Linked DNA regions of Mus musculus: region 2 is linked to region 1. A link is a contact called in public Hi-C data. All regions are on one chromosome and are shown on one strand. Each heading gives the region's core, a stretch centred on a gene start, on an enhancer-like site or on the middle of the called end of the contact. The rest is flanking DNA. Distances are from core to core; before and after follow the strand shown. Region 1 holds the start of Sh3rf3 (SH3 domain containing ring finger 3). Region 2 overlaps Sh3rf3 (SH3 domain containing ring finger 3).

Region 1 (2,925 bases), core at 220-2,719:
TAGGCGAAGTCCTTCTTTCTGGGGCAGCTGTAGTTACTCTCCGGGCAATGTCTGCCACTTTGCCCTCTCCCCTGTCCTCCACGGCTAAGCAGCAAGAGACTGCTAACTCCCGGTCAGCGATCAGAACCAGTGAACCATTAAGCAATAAGTCCCCAATTGGTGGTCTGAGAGGGAAGAGCAGGACTGAGGAGGTGTGGCAAAAGATGGTTGTTTCTGGAGAATTGGAGGGGTGATCAAAGTTAAAGATAGATGAGTGGATGGATGTATGGATCAACAGACAGACATACAGGACCGGCCAGCCTAGTCAAAATGGAAGTGGTAGAGAACGGCAGGACAGATGGCATGTCCACCTAATGAGAGGATGGGTTCTGCCTCACATATGAACAGGTTTGGGGGAGAAGATGTAAGGACTGAGCTTGGAAAGCGACTTAAGGTGCCCACAAGAAGTTTGAAGTAAGGATGTGGGGCAGAGGAATGTATGTGATGGGATGTAGTCAAGAACTGGTAAAGTAGGAACTGACAGCTAGGCAGAGTCCCTGGGAAACAGAGAAGTTGTTAAAGAAGAATAAAACAAACGAGTGGGCCACGGGGATCCACGGCTAGTCCCTCTACTTCTAATCACAAACTACTTGCACATACACGTGCGGACAAGCTTACACATTCCCACACAGTGGCGCCATGTCACTGGGATACATTCTTACCTTAGCCACTGGCACACTCCTATTAGTCGCCACGTCGCACAAACTGGAGGTAGAGCTGCCTGCGGCCGCTGAGAGAAAGACCGGAGAACACGGGGGACTGCCTGTCGCCCCTCCAGCGCCACCAGCGAGCGCTGAGAACGTACCGGGGCCCGGGCGCGCGGGAGGGCTGCTCCCCGGGCTGGCACCCGTGCGGGGCCTCTGGCGGATGCCATCCAGCAGGCGCACTAGCAGTATGTTGGCGGGCAGCTCGTCCACACCGCAGCCCACCAGGATGCGGCACTCGGGACAACGTAGTTCGTGGCGCGAGCACACGATGCTCTCCAGACAGCGTCGGCAGAAGGTGTGCTGGCATGGCAACACCTTGGCCGTAGTGTCCAGGCGCTCCAGGCACACAGAGCATTCCAGCAAATCCAGCAGCGATGATTCGTCCATATCCTCTTCAGTCCTCGCCTGGGCCCCCCTCTGCTGCTCACCCTGCCTGTCCTCGCCCTCGCCCCGAGCTGCGGTGGCCGCCGCCTTGGACGCGCACAGCCAGGACGCCCCAAGCAGCATGGGGGAGGCGCCAGCGCGGGCCCAGCGAGCCGCCTAAGTCTAGCAGCCAGAGCCCGGCCCGCCGAGGAGAGCGGGCATTTGCGCCTAGCCCGGGCAGTCGCCGTCAATAAACAGGGTTCGGTCCCCGCGCGGCGCGTGCTGACAGCCCGAGGCACTAGCCTCCACGATTTGCAAAGTGACACGCCGAGCCTGCCCGCGAGGCAGGCACCGGAGTTCCGGAGCCCCGAGGCAACTCCAGCCAGCCGAGCCCAATCAGCCTACGCGCGCGCACCGCCGCTGCGGGCAACACCTGTGCTGCCGCGCCGCCCGCGCCCGGGAGCCCAGCAGCGGGGAGTGCAGGGAGAGGCCGGCCAGGTCCCCAGGGAGACCGGGGCGCGGCGTGCACGCTCCCCCGCGCCGCAGGCGAGCCGCACCGCCCCCCTCGGCGCCTCCATGCGCCCTCGGGCTGCCAGAGCACCGCCGCCTTGCTCAACTAGCTCAGCCGGATCTCGTCCCTGGGTCGCGGGACCATGTGCGGGGGACGCGCAGAGGTCACAGTCACTGCGGGGGTGTTGGGAAACGGACACCTCTCCTGCCTTGGAGCTTCTCCCTTTAGGCCACCTCCGGGGCTCCGGAGAACTTCCCCTGCGCAGGCTTGGCCCTGTCCCCTCTGGACGCCAGACTCTGGATTCTCCGCGAGCTTCAGGAAGGGACGTTTCTTCTCAACGCCTCCGCGAAGGAAAGTTTGGGAGCATCATCCCGACTGCTTTCTTAGCCAGCGCTGGAGAGCAGCCGGAGGACGCATCAGACACCCAGGCATCCTTCTGGACGACTCCAGGGAGCACTCTTGCTTGTGTCCCCTCTCCTGCCAGCATGCCCAAGTGACAGCTGTGGGTATAGGTGCGGGGGTGTCCCTTGAGGCGAGAAGGGAAGTCGCTGGAGATGGCCGGGTCGGGGGCTGCCGGGGCCGCGACTACTCCTTCGGGAAGCCGGCTGCCCTCTCCAGAATCACTGATGTGTGACTGACGCCGCCGCCCACGCGCCAGCACACCCTGGCCGAGCGCCGCGCCCCTGGCGGCGCGGTGAAAGACTCCAGCGCCCGCTCTGGTGAGCTCTGATGAACCCAGCTCCAAATATTCCTCGGGAGGCTCAAAAGAGGGGGAATGTGCGCTCCTTCCCGATGCCCGGGGTTCTGGGAGCGTCAGAGCGACGGAAGTACGTACGAGGACCTGGAGCAGCAGGGAAGTTTGGCGGTGGGCTGCGGTCGGTGTACAAGATTTCTTACCGTGTGCTGCCCCCTGGTGGGCCCCTCGTGTTCCCAACGCTCTCGAGCCCCGCACAGGCAAAGGTCCAGAAAGCTGGATGATGCACAGCTGGGAGATGCCAGGGCAAGCATCCAAAGTGGTGTGGATGCCCCTCCTGCCGGTTGGGCTGCCCTGTTGTTTGTGAAGCTGAATGTCACTTTTCTTCGTTTTTAGGGAGAAAAAAATTTTGCTGATACTTAAATGCCAACATAATATCTGCATTGTTTTAATGCTCTTAAACAACCCTGTGAAATAATTGCTTTAACTTCATTACACGGGTAAGGAAATTGATTCTCATTATTATGAAGCCATTTTATTAAATGTGGTTTTTGTGACCACAGAACCCAAATGCAAAAAGACCACATGGTAGCAGAGCGGTTGCCTATAAG
Region 2 (2,925 bases), core at 153-2,652, 42 kb before region 1:
GTTTCCTAGGAGACCATAATTGCCCAAGCATCCCTAAACCTGAGCAGCAGTGACAGGCTCCAAGTATATATACAGGCAGCCAGAATGAGACTCTAGAGTCTGTTAGACAGGTCAGAAGGGATCAGCACACACTTGGGAGGCTTAAAGGACTCTGTGTTCAAAATGAACCAACTCTGGCTCCTGCTCCTTGACCTCCCTCATCTGTTAAGTGAGAGCAGAGTGGACAAGTCTTCAGGTTGCTCCCCAGGAAGCAACTACAGAAATTGTGTCCACTTCCAGTGATCAAAATAACATAATCTCCTTTACATGTTCTCATTAGGTAGAGCCTAGTACTCTGTGTAAATATTTAATAAAATATTTCCTGACTTGAGCATGCCCTAACTGGGGAATAGCCTATCTCTGGGACACTAGAGTGAGCTGACTCCATAATACAGACCCTTCGACTAGACAAAGGAAAGAACTACACAGGACCCATCATGGTTTCTTAAAACCATTTCCAGGTGTTTTAAATGTACCTAGATCGTGATGATAAAACAATAAGAAATGCTCGGAGCACCAAGTCTCCCGGATATAATTAGATTCAATGGGAGCTTGGCAATTTACTTGTCCGCATTAACAATCTGTTCATATGGGTGTGATACAAACCACAGGAAACAGATACAACGCTCTGGAAGATTACAAGCCATCAGCAGCAACCTATAAAAGTAAGATGTCAACTTAATTGTCTCAGGGAAAGATGAGTTCCATAACAGTCTTTGTTAGAACTCATACACAGAGCACCGTCCCACCTGCACGCAGCAAAGTTCAAAGCAAAGCAGGGAGTGGGGGCCGGCAAAGAGGGGGGGTGGCGGGGGGGTCAAAGGCGCTTGTGAGTTTTCTTTGCCTTTCAAGTCTCCTGATTTCCTCTATCATACCGTTTGAACAGATGTGTAGAGTGTAGAAAGGACGTCCAGCAGTCTATCTGCCTACACAGTGAGAATGTGCATCCAGTTCTCAGAGGACCCGCTATGCAGCTGAGTGTAGGGAGGGTGCACTATCCTACCTGCCGTAGGTCTGGGGACTTGGAGCAGTGCTGCAAAGTGAGAATCGATCTGGGAGGCAGTCAAAGCTGCGGGCAGCCCCAGACAGTAACAGCTCATAATGCAAACCTAAAAGCTATTTTTCTATTCTTTAAATCTGGTTTCTGATTGTTAATGACACATCAAATAGACGGAGAAGGTAAATTTTAAAAAGGAGGGTATCTATATGAATCGCATATAGCCTTTTATTTTGGTAAGTAAAACTTTTGGGGTGGAAAACTATAACCATTTGAGATGGTCATTGTCTGTAGTTAGGGTAGCACACACAGTCAGGAATCTGAGCTCATACCTTCTCCTCTCCACCCGCAGACTGGCACAGTATCAGAAGGAGCCAATCATTCTAGAGTGTACTTGGCAGACTTCAGGCCACCATCTTAAGAAACAGGAGACTGCTTTATCTCAGGGCACTGTAAACAACACTTTCCACCCCAGGAGAAACGTAAAACTGTTACTGAGGTCAGTGAGAAGGGTCTGTGGCCTGCCTCAGAAGCAAGCATCTCTATGCAAGCAGGCTAGACTCCAAAGCCTCTGGAGCCCTCCAGGATAGCCAGGGAGATAAGCATCGCACAGAGAGGCACTGTGAAACTCTCCTTGCAGGGAAGTAGGAGACCCTGGTGCAGATAGAGCTCTCTCCACGCCCTCAGAGCTAGGTGCTATTTTTCAGACTGGAAAGAACGCTTTAAAAAAAATATTTTCAGTCTCTTTGTTAAACAAAGGAAAAGGTGACAGACATAGTGCCACTGCTCTTTGAATGACACTCCAGAAAAGCAAACACTCACCTCACACTTAGAAAAGCAGTGGGGAGAGAGGGACCCCGGTTTATTCTACATGTGGCCGTCCATAAATAACCCTGAGGTAATACTTCACTTCTGCAGTGGCCTCTCAGAAGGCCTGCTGGCATGGCGTACGTAGCAGACCTGACTGCCAATACAGTACTTTGCACTTCTTGTATTTCAGTGCTAGGCAGGCAGTCTGGGGGGTGGGGTGGGGTAACCAACTATGCCCTTTTGGAACAAAGCAAACCCTGCTGGATGGAGAGGAGGGACCCCCCTGCTTGTCTCTGCAGGCGCTATCATAGGGACTGTGTGCCACTTCCCTGGACTTGATCTTTCATTTAAACAATGAATCAAACCCAGACACGGCATGGCTCTGCAGGGTAACGTGTGTGCACGCTGTTCATGTCCTGTGTACAAAGCAGGACCTCGTATAATAAAACCAAGGAGATGGCCAAAAGAAAACTGGGCTCCAGAGCAAAAGGTTCCCTGCGACTGGGTCTCCCAGAAGGATGAGTGCAGATGCTTGCTGGGCTCAGGGAGGGCAGTTCAGGGGGCGGGGCGGGGCGGGGGCGGGGCTGGAGCTGGAGCTGGGAAGTGCTTATTTAGGACAGATTGACTGTCCTAAATAACTGTTCTCCGAGCTCATTTGCTTCCTGTGACCCCAGGCCTCAAGGAGATGCCTCCCTACCTGCCTTCCTACACAGGTTGGCCCTAAAGAGTTAGGTTAGGTACAGCCTTCATCCACAGCGGTGAGACGCAATAGAGAGCAAACCCCAACTCTGTATCTCCTTAAGAAGCAGCCTCCTCCAAGAGGGTCCCCTAAGAGTCCACAGCCATCTATTCAGACTACACAAATTCAGTCAGATACAGGGGTTGTTAAATTGGGCAATTATAAGAATTCCAAATACACACACACACACACACACACACACGTATATGTAAATATATATACATATATATACACACACACACATCGTTAAGAGTTAAGATTTATTCATTGTATATACGTGAGTACACTGTTGCTTTCTTCAAACGCATCAGAAGAGGGCATCAGATCCCATTACAGATGG

What was found. A called contact is a pair of places that touch in the nucleus more often than the background predicts.
Region 2: a contact with region 1 is called in a Hi-C map of cortical neurons, with 2.0 times the contacts expected there. The contact joins the enhancer-like site here to the promoter of Sh3rf3 in region 1. A contact is called at or near these places in 1 of 39 promoter capture datasets (3T3-L1-derived adipocytes), 1 of 15 datasets of contacts at CTCF or cohesin (the NIH/3T3 cell line), 2 of 484 Hi-C or Micro-C datasets (both in cortical neurons), 1 of 115 datasets of contacts at active chromatin or transcription factors (embryonic stem cells) and 3 of 9 other capture datasets (adipose tissue, liver and pancreatic islet).

The regions. Positions count from the first base shown.
Region 1 is chr10:58,811,903-58,814,827 of GRCm38.p6, reverse strand. It overlaps Sh3rf3 (SH3 domain containing ring finger 3), which reads right to left and starts at 1,469. Exons shown (of 10, transcript NM_172788.3): 1 at 702-1,469. The coding sequence starts at 1,253.
Region 2 is chr10:58,854,083-58,857,007 of GRCm38.p6, reverse strand. The region is part of intron 1 of Sh3rf3 (SH3 domain containing ring finger 3); the gene reads right to left. Among named protein-coding and RNA genes, the nearest start is that of Sh3rf3, 42 kb to the right of the region's middle. Within about 2 kb of position 1,402, at least 29 of the 459 cell types and tissues checked have an H3K27ac peak or open chromatin away from gene starts, as enhancers often do. A contact at or near this core is called in cortical neurons, where this site is marked.